4 separate regions of the Mus musculus genome follow, and regions 1, 2 and 4 are each linked to region 3. A link is a contact called in public HiChIP or PLAC-seq and promoter capture Hi-C data. All regions are on one chromosome and are shown on one strand. The core of a region is the stretch at or near the end of the contact, and the rest is flanking DNA. Distances in the headings are between cores, read along the strand shown.

Region 1 (3,845 bases), core at 1,051-3,550, 530 kb after region 3:
ACACCAATCATTCAAGTGTGACACAAGAGAAAGAACCTCTCGACCCCCCCCCCCCGTAATAGAGATCAAAACCTTGGCTTTGCACATGCAAAGTGTCATAGCACTGAGTAACACTGCCAACCAGAATCACAAAGTCCTAGCCTTGATCAGACTCTTCAAGCTTTCTGCTTCTGAACACAGATGAAACATGCATGAATCGTTTAGCCACTTTAAACACTTATGAAAAGCCCACACATGTTTAGCCTGTGGTAATCAACTGAATTATTACAGAAAAAAAAATCACTTTTTCCCTGACATGTTGTACTGGCTGGTTGTATGTGTCAGCTTCACACAAGCTGGAGTTATTACAGAGAAAGGAGCCTTCCTTAAGGAAATGCCTCCATGAGATCCAGCTGTAAGGCATTTTCTCAATTAGTGATGAAGCAGGGGAGGGCCCCTTGTGGGTGGTGCCATCCCTGGGCTGGTAGTCTTGGATTCTGTAAAAGAGCAAGCTTAGCAAGCCAGGGGAAGCAAGCCAGAAAGCAGTACCCCTCCATGGCCTCTGCATCAGCTCCTGCCTCCAAGTTCCTACCCTGTGTGAGTTCCTGTCCTGACTTCTTTTGGTAATGAACAGCAATTTGGAAGTGTAAGCTGAATAAACCCTTTCCTCCCCAACTTGCTTCTTGGTCATGATGTTTTGTGCAGGAATAGAAACCCTAAGACACACCTAAAAAAATTTAAAAATAAAGTCTTACCTCTTACACTGTGAATTTTGGCTTGGCCATGCATCTTCCTTTAGCTAACGGTTTATGAGACGGCTCATAGTGATTATCAACTTGACAAGAACTGGAGGAACCGAAAGTCTCCACCTGTCTAGGAAGGGTTATCTACACTAGGTTAACCTCTTGGTATGTGTGTAATGGATTTTCCTAACTACAGTCACTGAGAGGAGACACACTCAATGTGGTATCGCCACATCACACACTGAGTCTTGAACTAAATAAAAAGGAGAACTGGAACTAACTCATATTCATCCATCGCTCTGTTCTTCCTGACTGCTCACACAATGCTCCAGGATCCTGAGCCTTGATTTTTCCTACTAAAGTCTGTACCGTCAAACTGTGTGCCAATACATACCCTTCCTTTCTTAAATTGCATTGCCTAGCATTTTTATCACAGTAATAATAGAAGCTAAGTAACATAGCATATTAACAGACATCATGTAAGCAGGGATTTGAAATGTGCCTCTTGCTCTTATACACTCTACCATAACTGGGAGAACATGCCAGCCAACTCTGAGAACTATGGGTATATAGACCAGGTACACAACCGTAAACCACTCAGGTTTTATCAAGAGACTACCAGGTGGTTCACAGACATTGCATGACATACGACATGTGGTTGTTAAAAAGCAATAACTAAGTAAAATAACAGACTAAGGACTCATTGCCCCCCGGCCACTGTCTTAGTTACTTTCCTATTGCTGTGAGGAGTCACAATGACTAAGAAAACTTATAAACACAGCAGCCTTCACTGGAGCGGTTTGGAAGACTGAAGTATCTGGATTCGTTGCTAAACCTTGGGCAGCGAGTATCCCAATAATGACTCCAAACTTAGTTTCACGTGGCGGGAAAAGGAGCAAGCAGTAGGTTTCCCTCTCTCCCTTTACTCTCCCATATACAAAACCAGGAAACGCGTGCAGAATCCCCATCCCATTAGTGAACCTCACGGATCTCCAGAGATGTGGGACCAAAAAGTGCACCCAGGTGACCAGGCTGGGAGTTAAGAAGCAAAAAATAAAATAAGGATGGAAAGGGGGCGGGAAAGAAGAGCAGCACACGGAGAAGACAGGCGGTCCCACCCACCAGACAGGCGAGCACAAGGATTTTCTGAGTTTCTGAGAGCTCGCTCTGGCTGTCCCGCTCTCCAGCCCCGCCAGAGTCTCTCCCATTTTTGGTGGGACAGCGGGACAGCGGAGATGAAGGAGCAAGGGGGCGCTTCTCGCTTGGCTCCCGACAAACGGGCTGCCTGCTACCTGCGAGGGGAGTGGCCACAGGCAGGGCAGGCGAGCGCTCGCCCTTACCTGTCGCAGAAGCTGCCACCGGACGGCCCCCTTGGGCGCCGAGACCAGCGAGCCCTGGCTGGCACTGCCCATCGCGGGACGCTTGCCCGCCTCTGCCTCAGTCTCTGCAGCCCCAGCGGCCGCGACCTGCGACTCCATCTCCAGAGCTGACTGGACCCGGAGGTTGCGTCCGCCACGGCTCTCCCCAGTCAGGACCTGCCAACTTCTTCCCTGTCAGGACCTGTGACGCCCGGCCTCTGGCCCACAGCTCTTCCGTGCACCCTCCCCGAATTCCGCATTTCCGGTATTAGCGTCTCCTTGGCAACCAAAGCAGCGGCGTCGCTTCATTGCACCACTTTTTCTGGTGGCCATCTTAAGTGAGGGCGAGCCGGAGTGGGAGGGGACTGTGGAATAGCTGCAGACAGGGCTTTCCTCGCTGTTTTCTTTTTTTCCTCACTTTGTCTCTTGCTCGCCGGAATACCAGAAAACCGAAATACAGTTGTCTCCTAAGATGAGTGAGTTCAGGAAGAGAAAAAGCCCACCACTGGCCATAATAAAGATGGCGAAATGCGCTTCCCTATCGGTCTGGGTTGGTGTTACGTAGACCGGCGTGCTGCAAACTAGCTCTGGGCGGCGCGAGGTAGGTTGTCTTTCTTGCTGGGTGCTGGAGGCTGGCTTCGGCTGGACAAGGCTGAGGTGACTGCAGCTCCTTCTGGAGAGCTTCGGTTTCTCGTATTTGTCTTCTCTACCTTCGCTCGTCCAGCTGTCTTTCGATTTGCGTACGTATGGAAGGGTTGCTGATGGTTCCCCTTTCCTAATTCCTCTGCCCACCTTCCAGCCATTCCTCACTTCCCTGGTCCCTTTTTTGATCCCTGTCTCTTCTGTACGTTCTGACCCGTACCATTCCCTCACGTCCTGTGAATACGACGTGTTCGGGATGCACAGTTGCACCGGGAAACGAGGAGGTGCTCCGGGAGCACCCATTTGCTTACTTACCCCACCAGTCTCCCTATCCTCGCACAGGGTCTTCTCAATGCAGATGGTGGATGAATGGGTTGGAGCTATGGGGACAGACTAAGCGATTTAAAAGCATTTTTCTTCTAGGCTACTGCTCCACTGGCCCATTATTTTGCTGCGACATAAGAGATTAAGGGGGGGAGGGGGCGTCATAGCTGGTCGGATCTATGGCAAAACTGACGCAGTGTTTCTGTGCTACCAAGGAACGTGTTAGAGAAGATTTCTCTCATTTTACACTCAACAGTGTTTAGCATAGCTAAATTATCCCTATGCTAATAATATTAACGACCTTTTGTTGAATGGTTACTATGTGCCAGGTACTTGGACTAAGTTCTTAAAATAAATTGTTTGGTTTTGTTACAAAACTACAACCGCAGAGATTAAGTGCTATGGTTAATTTCTGTTCCACAAGTGAAAAAATTGAATCCAGATGCAGTTAGTGTACAAGGCCCAAGACCTAAACCTGGGTCTGTAGTTATGGAAGTTAAAATGATCTTTACCTTCCAGAAGAAACCAAAAATGACTCGACATTTTATTTGTGCATCTTACAGTTGTTTTTAATTCATTATCCTTTTATGGTGAAATCCAATTGCTCCTCTAGGAGGAGGAGCCAGTCAGTTGGGCGGTTCACTGAATCAGTGAGTTGGGGGAGTGTCTCCAGCTCCCCAGAGCCACAGTTGGGCCACCTGGACAATGACCAGCTCTAGCTCACTCATCGAGTGCACACGCAGCTTAAACTAGACAGCTAGGTGAAAACTATGTGGCGCCTCGCCTCACTCAACAACTA
Region 2 (3,771 bases), core at 933-3,432, 660 kb after region 3:
AGTATCTATGAACATGTAGGGGCCATCGCGCAGAACACACTGTGACTTATACCCTCTTCACTGGACAACCTACCACTTCTCCATCCAGGCAGTAGGCTCAACATAAAGAGTTCCTGTGCTAATCCCACAGTAAGCTTCAGTTAACTCTCACATCACAGGAGCTATAAACGTTTGTTAACAGAAAAAGAATGTTTTTCCCAAAATAGCCGCATAACATGAAGACAACCCAAATTCCCTAATAATCCCTTTATAAGACTCCTGCCAGTTTTATTTTGATACATTAAACATGTGGGGCCTATTTTAAAAGTTCTGTGTGACTTACCAAAACAACTTCTTAGTTGTTTTTAAGTTTCCAAGTTGTTTTTAGAAGCGCTTGAATACTGATGAATTTGGGCAGCTATCAAATCCTTAAGAGGCAATTTTTTGCCAAATAAGATGGGCAAACGTCCTAGAGGTGCTAAAACTGGTATTAGAGGTCATGCAACTTTTTTAAAAAATGAAGAAATGGCTCTAACATTCACCAAGCCCTTCATTTATATAAGTTTATTTCAGGGTTCTTTTCAGCTATGCTTAATGATACTTTCTTTCCTTAAAGGCTTTTAAAGATAAAAAGTAATGACCGATCACATAATACTGTCCAGTCTATTCTTAATGGAATTCATGTAAACTTGAGATGGAGTTCATAGTAATTTCATTTAAGAAGCCCATTGTTAAGCACGACACCCGAAATTTTCGGACCGTGGTTGGTGGGCAACACACAGACACGAACCCCCGAGTCTGGCTAAGAGGAGCAAGACAAACGGTTTAAAGCACAGGAGGGGGAAGGAGGCCCGGAGAGGCACAGACAGAAAAACCAGAAAGATTTCACAAGAAAGGAGAGCGGAGCGCAGGGGAGGGCAGAAAGCGACCGGGAGAGAGAGCCACACCGAAAGGTGTTTTCCGGAGCGGCGGGCAGGACTGGGTGAGCCGCGGCCTTGGGGTGGCCCGCGCGCCCATGGGCGCTGCCTGCACGCCGCGGCGCGAGGGGAAGCAGCGGACTTCCACGCGCCCCGGCAAACTACTCCCTCGCCGCGCCGCGCCCCGCGAAGCCTCGCGCGCAAGCGGAGGCGGCGGCGGCAGCCCAGGCCCTGGGCCTAGCCCGGTGCTCCGAGAGCAGGCTGGACGGACGGACGGCCGTTCCCCCACTCGGCTGGGCGCAAAGCGGCCTTACCTGGGGCGAAGGTAGAAAGGGAGGTCTCGCGGGCTCGCCCGCCGCACAGCCGCCCGCGGCCCCCGGCTTTCTCCCGAGACGCGACACCGCCTCCGCCGCCGCTTCGCCCTCGGGGGCTCGGCCACCGCCGCCGCCCGAGCTGTTTACACCGTCCGGCCCCTCACACCGCCGCCGCCGCCTTCTCTCCAACCCAGAGCCGCTGCCGACTCGGCCGCCGCCACCTCCTCCGCCGCAGCCTGATCTCTCTGGAGCATCTTCCAGCCACCGGACACGGAGAAACAGAGACTCCAGCCGCGCCGGCAGGAAACTCCCCCGCAACTGCCAGGGGGGACCAGGCGGTCAGAGCACCAGCGGCTTTTCCGCCATTGAGCAGCGGCCGCTCCGCTCCTTCTGCAACCCCCCTCCCCTCCCCGCACCGCCGTCTTTCCCCGCCCCTCCTCGGGCTCCGCCCCCCAAGGGCACCCATTGGGACGCCGCGTGTGTCACCGCTGCCCTCGGTTTGCTGAGAAGCCTGTCAATCTACGTTCTCCCGCCCAACCTGGCCCCTAGTATCTTCTGTGCTTCTCTTTCCCCGCCCACACGGCCCCGCCTCTGAGTCTTTAATTTCTCATTGGGCGTCAGTGCCCACCTTAATTGGCAAGGTCAACTATCCATCACACACCGCCCACCAGTGAGGCCCAACCCTTCATTACCATTTACTTTATTCAGCCCCACCTCCGCCTTGCCCTAACTCCTGACGTCACCGACCTGCCCACCCTAGTAGCCATAGGTAGAGTCCTCCGTCAGTCAAATTACGCCCCAACTCGAAGACCGATATCCTTTTCTGATTGGTTCAAATGGCGGCCTGATCCTCCGACTATTGGCTTCCTCTACTTGTCCGTCAAGAAACCAATTTCCAAGTCCGTCACTTCGGCTTTTTTTAAATGAACGCGCAAAAGTATCCTAAAAGGGATTGGCTAGTATTCGTAGATGGCCAAGCCCCGAGTCTGCGGACCCTGCAGTTCTGACCTCTACACTTCGCGGAGAACGAACACCATAAAGAAACCAACGGGCAGTCCAGTTATAGGTGGAAATTGGTCCCACCCGGAGTGGAGAGAGCCGGCTTCTGATTGGCCAGAGAAGTGCCCCTAGACCCTCATTGGAAGAAGTGGCCGCCTCTCTTTGGCATAGAGCTGTGAAGGAAGAGCTCAGAAAGGTTCGAGAAAGGGCCTGGAGAGAGGCGTTGTTTTGCTTCAACTACGGGTGGGGCGCACGCGAGAGTGCAAAACTGGGCGCGTAGGGCTCTGGGGAGGTGATGCAGGGAGGGAAAGAGCCCGGATGTTCCCTAACAATGAAATCATCTCTGACCAATCAGAGCCTCATTGTTGGGATACCTGCATGACCTGTCTCCAGCAGGGGAGAGTGGGCGGGAAGTTGAGAAGGCTGAAAAGCCACTTGAGAAAATGGGACAGGAGATCCCTTCGGGATGATTTTGCAATGGTTCAGATTGTTCGTTCTTCTTATTTACCTCGACCTCCTGCCTTCCAGCCCTTGGCAGTTCCGTGTTTTGTTTCTGAGTCTGATTTTTAAAACTCCTGTCTAGGCTCTTGACATTCACTAGGTCATTCCTCTCTTAAAGAGCACCTGCATTTTGCTAAGCGTGGTAGGTAGAACTGGAGATACAAAAGTAAGGCAGGCAGTCCCAGACTGGGAATGGTAGGTAATCATTGAACGTCTGCAAAGGGTAATGATGACATAAAGGAGTCTCCCTCTGGGTATGATTACTCGGAAGGCTTCACAAAGGCCGGGAGAAAACGGTCATCTAGTAACCACATTGAGCTAGAAAGTGAACCAGGTTAATTCTTCCAGATCAAAGTGTAATGGGGCACTTAAGCGCTCACCTGAAGAGTTTTTAAACTCGCTCAAGTCTTTGAAAGACGTTTTCGATCTTATTCATACTTAGGTATAAGTTAGTTGGGACAACTTAGGTTTAGACCGACCTAAGGGAGTGCAAATTCAGCTTTGAAAAGAAGGACATATTTCTGAAGCAATTTCCAAAGTGAAACTGGCGGAAATAAACATTTGGTTGCAATTCAGATTTCTCTGGAACTTCAAGTTTAAGAACTCTGTCTTAAGGTTTCTATTGGGACCATGAAACACCATGGCAACCAAAAAGCAACTTGAGTAGAAAAGGGTTTATTGGACTTACACTGTAGCCCATCACTGAAGGAAGCCGAACAAGAACTCAAACCTGCAGATAAGAGTTGATGGAGAGGTTACTAGCTTGTTCACATGGCCCGCTCAGCCCACTTATAGAATCCAGGACCACCAGCTCAGGATGGCATCGCACACAATGGGCTGCCCCCACCCACCCCCACCACCCCCATCAATCACTACTTAAGAAAATGTTCTACAGGCTAGCCCACAGCCAGCTCTTAGGAATGAAAGTTTGTCTCCTCTCAGATGTCTCTAGCTTGTGTCAAGTTGTCATTAGAATGTAGCCAGCACACATGGTGTTTTTTCAGGATAGTGGGCAAACAGGTTCCTAAAATTAGAATCACCTGAGGTTCCAAGCTACATTC
Region 3 (3,644 bases), core at 809-3,308:
TGAATGCAGCGAGCTATTCGTTACACGGAGTGTTTGGGGTTAGGAAGAGACTCCAGCCTCAGGAGCACCAGGCAGCCTTAGATGAGGCTGGGGATCAGGTGACCTGGCAAGGTTTGCACATGGTATCTCAGCCACCTCCTTCTGTCTATGTGACCACTGGTCAGGAAGAAAGAGGAGAGATGACGAGGCTCACTGCATAGTCACCGTAGCAAGCTGCTGGGGGAGCCTAGATCTGGGAGACAGAATATGGTACATAGGGAGTTGAAGCCAGGGCTAAGATTAACAAGCAGGAGGCTATGAGGCTTTCCTGGCCAGTCAGTGCCCTTGGACTACATTTCCCAACTCTTTCCACACCATTGCACAGTTCTGCTCCCAGCCAAGCATTGGTGAAGTTTTCCATCACTATGCATTTTATAACAGTGGAGACATTACACTTTCTCTGTCTTCAAAATCAACTCCACTCTTTGTTCCCCCACCCCCCAGACTTCAGCTGTCTCCCACAGTGGTAGACTAGCAACAGGAGGCCAGAAACCTAGGGACTCTGGACCTAGGGGAGGATGCCCACTTTTCCTACCATGGGTACAACCCCTGTCATGCCCAACATCCCCCAAAAGATACAGAAACTTTAGAGGCCACCCTGAGTAAGCGCCCAAGGCCTGAAAGCTCATAATGTAAATAACTACAATACATAATTAAAGCCAAAATTCTCCATACATAAAGCAATATCATAACCCTGAAACAGACTCCCCTTGTCCAAAGAACTCAGAGTGTCTTTCCTGCCTGCGGCTACCACAGCCTCTGGGCCAGGCCCGGGCATTTATTTATTCTTAGGTATGTTGCTTGTGAGAAGTTGTAATCTGCATCTTGAGGCCGGCCTCCCTTTGTGAGGCTTCTGTAACTATGGAAGTGTGATTTACGCAGATTTGTCCGGGTCAGAGACATCTTTCCCTACGCACTGTGTATATTTAGACAGGATTCGGACTGGTGTTAAAAAGTGTATATGTTGAATGGATTCACACACAGTAGCTAACAATGCCCACATTGTCGGCCCATGTACAACGCGTATTGAAACGCAGCGCCCAGACTTCAACTAATCTGCCCTCAATAAAGCTGAAATAATTATCCTAAGCTGCCTTTCCAGAAGAAAAATCATTGAGGAATTCAAAACTTTTTTTAAAAAGATCTTTTCTACATTCCGATGCAGATCTGGGGGCGCGGCGCCGGGTACACACCACTCAGGAGAGCTCAATGAGGGAGAAGTGGAAAAAAAGAAGTTGTGGGAGAATTTAAACGTGAACCCAACTGGAGGCTGGAGCCAAAATGGTCGCAGGCCCTAAATCTCAAGCTCGGATCTTTCTTAGGCCTTGATCCGACAGTGCCAGGTTTTAAAGGGCCGAGGAGTGCAAACTCGGTTTGAGGGTGACACCGAATGTTTGGGTTAGGCTAGGGGACTATACTGGCTCTTTAGCAGGGGGCAGCTCAGGGGCCTAAACTCGCTGACCAGGGCAGAATAATGTTCACCCTAAAAGGTAGATCCGTCGAGCCCCACTTTTGGCGGTCTCTCTCTCTCTCCAAACATCTTCATCTGCACCAGGAGTGCTTTTCCGCTCAACTGCAAGGCTCTGGGCGGTCGCTCTTTGCGGGCCCAGAAAGAGCCCAAAGGTTGGGACACAAAAACAGACACTTCATCTTTTCTTCCGGACCCCTTTCTCTTGTAGGGGGAAGGATTATAGACTGAAAGGTGGGAGGGAGAAGGGGCAGGAGGAGGAAGCAGGGGGAGGAAGGAATGAAAAGGGGGAGGGGAGTGGGTATTGTGCCGCGTGTGGAGGGGGAGAATTCCTACGGGTGGGTTTCCGAATATTGTGTTCAACTTTTTGAAAGCAGCTCGTGACCCCGAAACTGCATCCCCCGGAGCCGGGGACCCAGGCGCCAGGCGGGCGGGTGAACCCGGCCAGTCCCTCCCAATCCCCGCAACCCCCCGCCTCCGAGTGGGGGGGATCCAGGCCTGGAGGGAGGCTGGGCAGGTGCCGAGGGCTGTGCCGACAGCGCTGAAATCGAAAACCCTCGCCACTCATGAAGAACTGAGGCAAAAGGATCACAGATGCTGCTCGGGGCCAGCCCTATACTCCCTCCAGTGCCTGGTCTCCGGTGGACCCGCGGGGCTCTGCAGTTCTCTGGCGGCCGCGCCTTGTAAGCGCTAAGCCGGGAGGAGGGCGCAGGCAGGGCGCACAGCTCTGAGCGCGACCCTACCCGGCTCGGGCCCGCAGCAACCCCGACTGTCCGAGAGCCTCTCCCCAAGCAAGGCTCTGCGCCGCCCTCTGAGCCCACCTCCTGGCCACAACGCTGCCTGCGCTTCTCCAGCCCAGGCCGGAAGCCCTATGCTGCCTCCCGAAGCCGGTAAGTTGAGAGTCCTGAAAGCTGAGCAGGGAGGCGGGGCGGGTGGTTCCTGATGCGTTTTGTAGGACTGGATCCCGCCGAGGCTCCGCAGGGTCTTGATCTAAAAGGTTTGGGTGTGTGCATTTTTGGAGAGGGTGTCTGTGAACCTCTGGAGTCTCCCCAAAATCCCATTCGCTGAGCATTGGTGAGAGGAGCTGGTGCAAAGGACCCAGGCTGCTTTGCTCCCTGATCTGGGGTGGGTAAAGCGAGGGCTCGGAATGGAGCCCAGGGCACTTCCAGAGTGGGTGGGATGCTGAGCACCGCCTGCACTCCGATACTCTCAGAGCCACAAAACCCTAGGGGATTGGCTTGTAGGGCCTCTAGATCTCTTCTCTCTCTCTCTCTCTCTCTCTCTCTCTCTCTCTCTCTCTCTCTCCTCTCAGACTCAAGGACTGGGGACTTGGTGGATCTATGGCATTGGTACCCACAGAGGTCACCTGCACAGATAAATCTGTCGCCACCCTTCAACCCTGGCCTACCGGATCTGCGGGGAGAAATGCAGCATTTGAATTGGGGAGTGTTCAGTCCTGCTCTGCGGGGCATTTATTTACAAATATCAGCTGCAACCCAGCCTTGATAACGTCTCATACAGTCAGAGGACTTTGCGGGAAGCACACTTCCTCCTTGTTTGGGGCTACAGGGAAAGCCCAGGAAAGCGAGTCCCAGAAGGCCTGGGACAGCTACACCCAGTTCACCCATGCTCAACCCGGAACAGCCGACCCAAACGGTCAGGAAGGTTTGTCCTGGGGGCAACGCCTCTTCCGGGCTCTAGGACATTGGAAGACAGAGAGATTGCTGGGTAGCGGGTGGTCTGGGCCTCCCCGCAAGCTGCAAACGAAGGAGCTTGGAGCAGACCGCCAGGGAGGGCGCAGGGGAGCGCAGTACTCAGGCGGAGAGGCCCCGAAGCCCTTCAGGGACTCCGATTACTTTCCTTTGAACAACAACAACAACAACAACAAAAACAACAACAACAACTGCTCCCTCCCCCTTATATCCCCTCCCTTTTTTAGCCTCCGGGCACCAGGCTTCCACGTAATTGTCCTTCTGGACAGTAAACACAGCTCAGTTGCCTCAACTTTCCTGGTGCATAAAAGTTCCCGGCGTGAGGGGAAATTTGAATATTTGATCAGCCCCTTTGAGTGACCCTCATTAGCCTGGCGCCCTGCTAAGGCCCCACCATTGCAAAAAAGCTGCTGGGCCCGGCATTT
Region 4 (3,776 bases), core at 144-2,643, 590 kb after region 3:
GTGGGGGTGTGCTCACGCACTGACTCTACCACACCATCTTGGTTTCTTCTTCAAACAAATAATCATTGCAAGAAAAGAATTTCCTTCCTAGTTTATCTCTTCTTACTGCACGCCCTTTAAAAATATTCTCTCTCTCTGTCTCTCTCTCTCTCTCTCTCTCTCTCTGTGTGTGTGTGTGTGTGTGTGTTTAGTCCAGGATGTCCTGGAACTCATTACAAGCAGAGGGATAGCAACCAACTCTATTCTGTCCTAAACCACGGTGACCCAGCCAATCCAGTTTACGCCCACTGTCTAGCAGTTTCAATCTTAACATGACCGATGGAGCATTCAATTATAAGGATAAGAAATTACATATAGGACTTTTAGTTTAATTTTAAAAAATACAAAATTTTGGTTCTATTCTTCTACTACTATGGCTATTGCTGTGGGAAATCCATTATTAGGCAACAACTAACACACTGTTGGTTCTAGCTTGCTCTCCTCTCTCAGGATTGAAACTTGAAGAGTCTTCCCCTTCCGCAGACATCACATTTATATAACACGATGTATTTATTAATAAACTCTCAGCTAGACTACAAGCTGTGCCTGTGCCAGGAGAGCTAGTCTCAGATGAAACACGGAGCTACAAAATTTCAGGATCGACGAGTGAACATGTGCATGGGTTTAGTGGACGAGAGATTCAACAACCCCGTGGCTCTAAAGCCTTCAGCAGATAGCCTTGCATCAAGAGCAAGGCTTGCTGACTTCTGCTGCGTGGGGCTTGAATTAACTCCCAGGAAATGGGTGCCAGCCACCCTGGAATGTGCTTACAACACAAGCCAGGCACAGAATGGGGCCACAAACCACCCTCCACTAGTTGGTCCTGAGCGGCGAACACGCACCTTTCAGGTCTCCATTCCCATCCTTGTCACTGTCCTTAAAAGACCTCGGGTAGATCTGGTATATGGGACCTGCTTGCCACCAGTCAAGGCATTTTGGAGAGATGACGATGATGGCTATGGTGGCTCCAATGAGCAGGAACACGGAAACCACGGTGAGCCAGAAGAGGATCTCTCGGGGCACCCGGTAGCGAGCCTGGCCGGAGAACTGGAAGAGTACTTCCTTGGGCATCCCTGCATAGGGCCGCACCGCCTTTAGGTGAGGCTCCTCTGGAGCAGGGATACTCACGGCGTTGGGCTGTGGGGTGTCCCTGGAGCCTGGGTCTGGGTCCTGCTCCGGAATGTCTTCATTTTGGACAAACCCGTTATTGGTTCGGCATCCCTTCAAACTCATTTGGATGGGGTCTCTCTTGCCTTTGTCCTCATCCATGTCTACCCTGTGTAGCTCTTCCTGGTGCTTTCCAGCAGGGACAGAGGTAGAAAGGTGTCTTGCTGAGCGCTGTGCTTTGTTAATGAGCTTTGAATGGTTTATAAATAATCATGGCTGGACTTTGTCCAGCCAAGGAAGATTGCGTAAAGTTCAATAAAGGGGGTCGGGAGGAGGGGTGTGTGTGTGTGTGTGCAAAAATTATCTTTATACCGGGTGGCTGACTCATCTACAGTAACAGTATGTGAAGGAGGAGACTGCGGAGAAGAGGCAGGGTCCAAACGCTGTAAGATGCTACTTGTGTGAGTACCAACTGCCTACAGTAATGCGATTCACAAAACTACAAAGGATGGTGGGGACCCAGAGAGATGGGCAATGTGAAATGAACGCACAGAAATTATTCCCTGAAAGGGGAAACAAGTCTGATACATACTACAGGATGGATGGGCTTTGGGGACATTATGCTGAGGAAAAAAAAAAAAAAACACATCCAAGACAAATATTGTGTGGTTCCCCTTCGAGAAAGAACCTATAGTCACAGAAGCAGAAAACAGACGGGTGCTTGTGGGTTTCAGAGGAACTGTGGGAAACTGTTGGCCAATGGAATAGAATTCCACCTGGGGATTTTGATGAGTTTTCGAGATGGACAATTGTGGTCCTACAACAACGCAGACCATTTGCCACTGAGCCAATTATTAAAGAAATGGGTAGTGTTAAATCTGTTTTACAATGGTTGAAGCATCATGTTCTTTCTTTAGCTAGGTATAAAAATGATCTTGAACTAATAAGGAGAAACTGGCTGTCCCCTTTTTTTTTTAAAGTGTCTTCCTATAGACCCACGGAGGTGGCTCTGGAGGCAGGCAACATCATTTTATCCCAGGCTGACTCCAGACAGCCCTTGTGTATGACTAAGCTCTGTATGTGTGCTCAAACATTCTTGTAAGCACTTCCAGGAGGTGGGGGAGCAGGATGCTGAGCACTGCAAGTTCATGCGTTGTACTACATGCACACAGTCTTTAATCCTTGCACGTAACAGTTGTTTAATCATTGACAAGTGTAGGACACATTTGCAAGTCCCCAGAAACTTGCTGAAAGGCTGGCCTTAGAGATTCCCCAGGTCTCAAGGAATGAGATGATCAGCCACACTTGGAAGCTTTGATTAGACTTTTTTTTTTAATTAAAAAAATTGTGTGTGTGTGGGTGGGTGGGGGGGATGCGGTGTTGAGAGACGGTTCAGTGGACACTGTCAAGTTGGATGTCTCCTTCCACTTTGCCTGGGTTCTGGGGTCGAACCCAGGTGCAGCACCCGTTGTTTCCTGTTGTCTGGGTGCCCAATACTACAGGGTTTTCTGTAGAGCAACTTAGTGTTCTTGTTTAATGCAGTCATGACATGTCAACCCCCCTCATACCCTGCAATGGTGTTTCTCATCATTAATTATACATGAAACTTTTATAACGAAGCAGTTGTGTGCTGCTGTTTGTTTTGACCAAGTCTCACTATGCATCTCTAGCTAGCTCAGAAGTCACTATAGCAGACAGACATGGCTGGCCTTGAATTCAGAGGTGGCTAATGGAATGAGCTCCTTTTCATGTCTCGATACTGTTATCTGTCAAATAATAAACACACCATAGAAATATCCCTGTTCACCCTCCCCACACTGTGGCTGAGGTTGCACACACTACAGTCCTTGAGCATGTGTGGGAACTGGACTAGTAGCTGGGCTCTGGCCTGGAGGGCACTTTTAACAATAAAACAAATCGTGAGCTCACTGCTTGGCCCACTAGAGTAACACTTTTCAGTTTACTACACCAAGGCAGAGCCACTAAGGGCAAACCACAAGTCGTAGGATATGTCTGCAACAAGCAAGCAACCAAAGCACTTACCTTTAACATGAAACGTTTATGCTGGCAGATCTTACGCAGATGTGCATATCGTGGAACTTCATACTACCCGGTCAGACATTAAATGTCAGCAGAAAACTTGGAAGAGATGGTTTAAATGGACATCTCACACAGAATGGTTTATTATACCACAGAAAAAAATAGCGTTTCTCAATCACATTAACAACACATTCTGCAGATAAGGAAACTTATCTAGACAAATGAAATCTACGAAGTAATTTGGCAATGTGTGCCAAGAGCATTGACATTTTGTGGGGTAATTGAGGCTAGCCATACTATACTTTGAAACAGACACTACACTGACTTGAGACAAAGGGTAGGAATATTTGGTATCATGGTTGTATGTATATATGCATATATGTATATAAAGGAGAGTATAAAGTACAGAGAAGCAGTAATGTTGGACCACTGGCTATTTAGAAAAAATACTGAAGCTATGAAGCTCATCTTATTCCTTAAAACAAACTAACTACTATGTACATCGACTTTAAAAGTTAAAAAAAACAAAACATTTGTTTTAAAAATACACAAAAATAGTCCTAGAATTGAAAAGCTTTCCTAAACACAAT

The links. Promoter capture Hi-C pulls out the DNA fragments that hold promoters and counts their contacts. HiChIP or PLAC-seq counts read pairs in DNA pulled down with a chosen protein or histone mark.
Region 1: a promoter capture Hi-C map of embryonic stem cells shows a contact between it and region 3, with 5 times the contacts expected there. The contact joins the promoter of Camkmt here to the promoter of Six3os1 in region 3. A contact is called at or near these places in 7 of 39 promoter capture datasets (the 3T3-L1 cell line, cranial neural crest, embryonic stem cells and 2 more), 2 of 484 Hi-C or Micro-C datasets (embryonic fibroblasts and stem cell-derived neurons), 25 of 115 datasets of contacts at active chromatin or transcription factors (bone marrow-derived macrophages, craniofacial prominence, differentiating embryonic stem cells and 15 more) and 4 of 9 other capture datasets (adipose tissue, embryonic stem cells, liver and 1 more).
Region 2: a contact with region 3 is called in an H3K4me3 HiChIP or PLAC-seq map of craniofacial prominence, with 5 times the contacts expected there. The contact joins the promoter of 1110020A21Rik here to the promoter of Six3os1 in region 3. A contact is called at or near these places in 7 of 39 promoter capture datasets (the 3T3-L1 cell line, embryonic stem cells, frontonasal cranial neural crest and 2 more), 3 of 484 Hi-C or Micro-C datasets (cortical neurons, embryonic stem cells and stem cell-derived neurons), 18 of 115 datasets of contacts at active chromatin or transcription factors (acute myeloid leukemia, astrocytes, bone marrow-derived macrophages and 11 more) and 3 of 9 other capture datasets (embryonic stem cells, liver and macrophages).
Region 4: a contact with region 3 is called in an H3K4me3 HiChIP or PLAC-seq map of stem cell-derived neural progenitor cells, with 26 read pairs. The contact joins the promoter of Slc3a1 here to the promoter of Six3os1 in region 3. A contact is called at or near these places in 15 of 39 promoter capture datasets (the 3T3-L1 cell line, the HPC-7 cell line, cranial neural crest and 9 more), 2 of 484 Hi-C or Micro-C datasets (embryonic stem cells and gonadal supporting cells), 13 of 115 datasets of contacts at active chromatin or transcription factors (craniofacial prominence, embryonic basal ganglia, embryonic forebrain and 6 more) and 3 of 9 other capture datasets (adipose tissue, embryonic stem cells and macrophages).

The regions. Positions count from the first base shown.
Region 1 is chr17:85,089,081-85,092,925 of GRCm38.p6, reverse strand. It overlaps Camkmt (calmodulin-lysine N-methyltransferase), which reads right to left and starts at 2,300. Exons shown (of 11, transcript NM_028576.3): 1 at 2,063-2,300. The coding sequence starts at 2,200. Prepl (prolyl endopeptidase-like) reads left to right here and starts at 2,659. Exons shown (of 15, transcript NM_001163622.1): 1 at 2,659-2,820.
Region 2 is chr17:84,955,834-84,959,604 of GRCm38.p6, reverse strand. It overlaps 1110020A21Rik (RIKEN cDNA 1110020A21 gene), which reads left to right and starts at 2,182. Exons shown (of 4, transcript NR_027929.1): 1 at 2,182-2,405. Ppm1b (protein phosphatase 1B, magnesium dependent, beta isoform) reads right to left here and starts at 1,604. Exons shown (of 6, transcript NM_001159496.1): 1 at 1,211-1,604.
Region 3 is chr17:85,616,810-85,620,453 of GRCm38.p6, reverse strand. Six3os1 (SIX homeobox 3, opposite strand 1) reads left to right here and starts at 2,058. Exons shown (of 4, transcript NR_038085.1): 1 at 2,058-2,397. It also overlaps a transcript of Six3 not described here.
Region 4 is chr17:85,025,964-85,029,739 of GRCm38.p6, reverse strand. It overlaps Slc3a1 (solute carrier family 3, member 1), which reads right to left and starts at 1,393. Exons shown (of 10, transcript NM_009205.2): 1 at 882-1,393. The coding sequence starts at 1,308.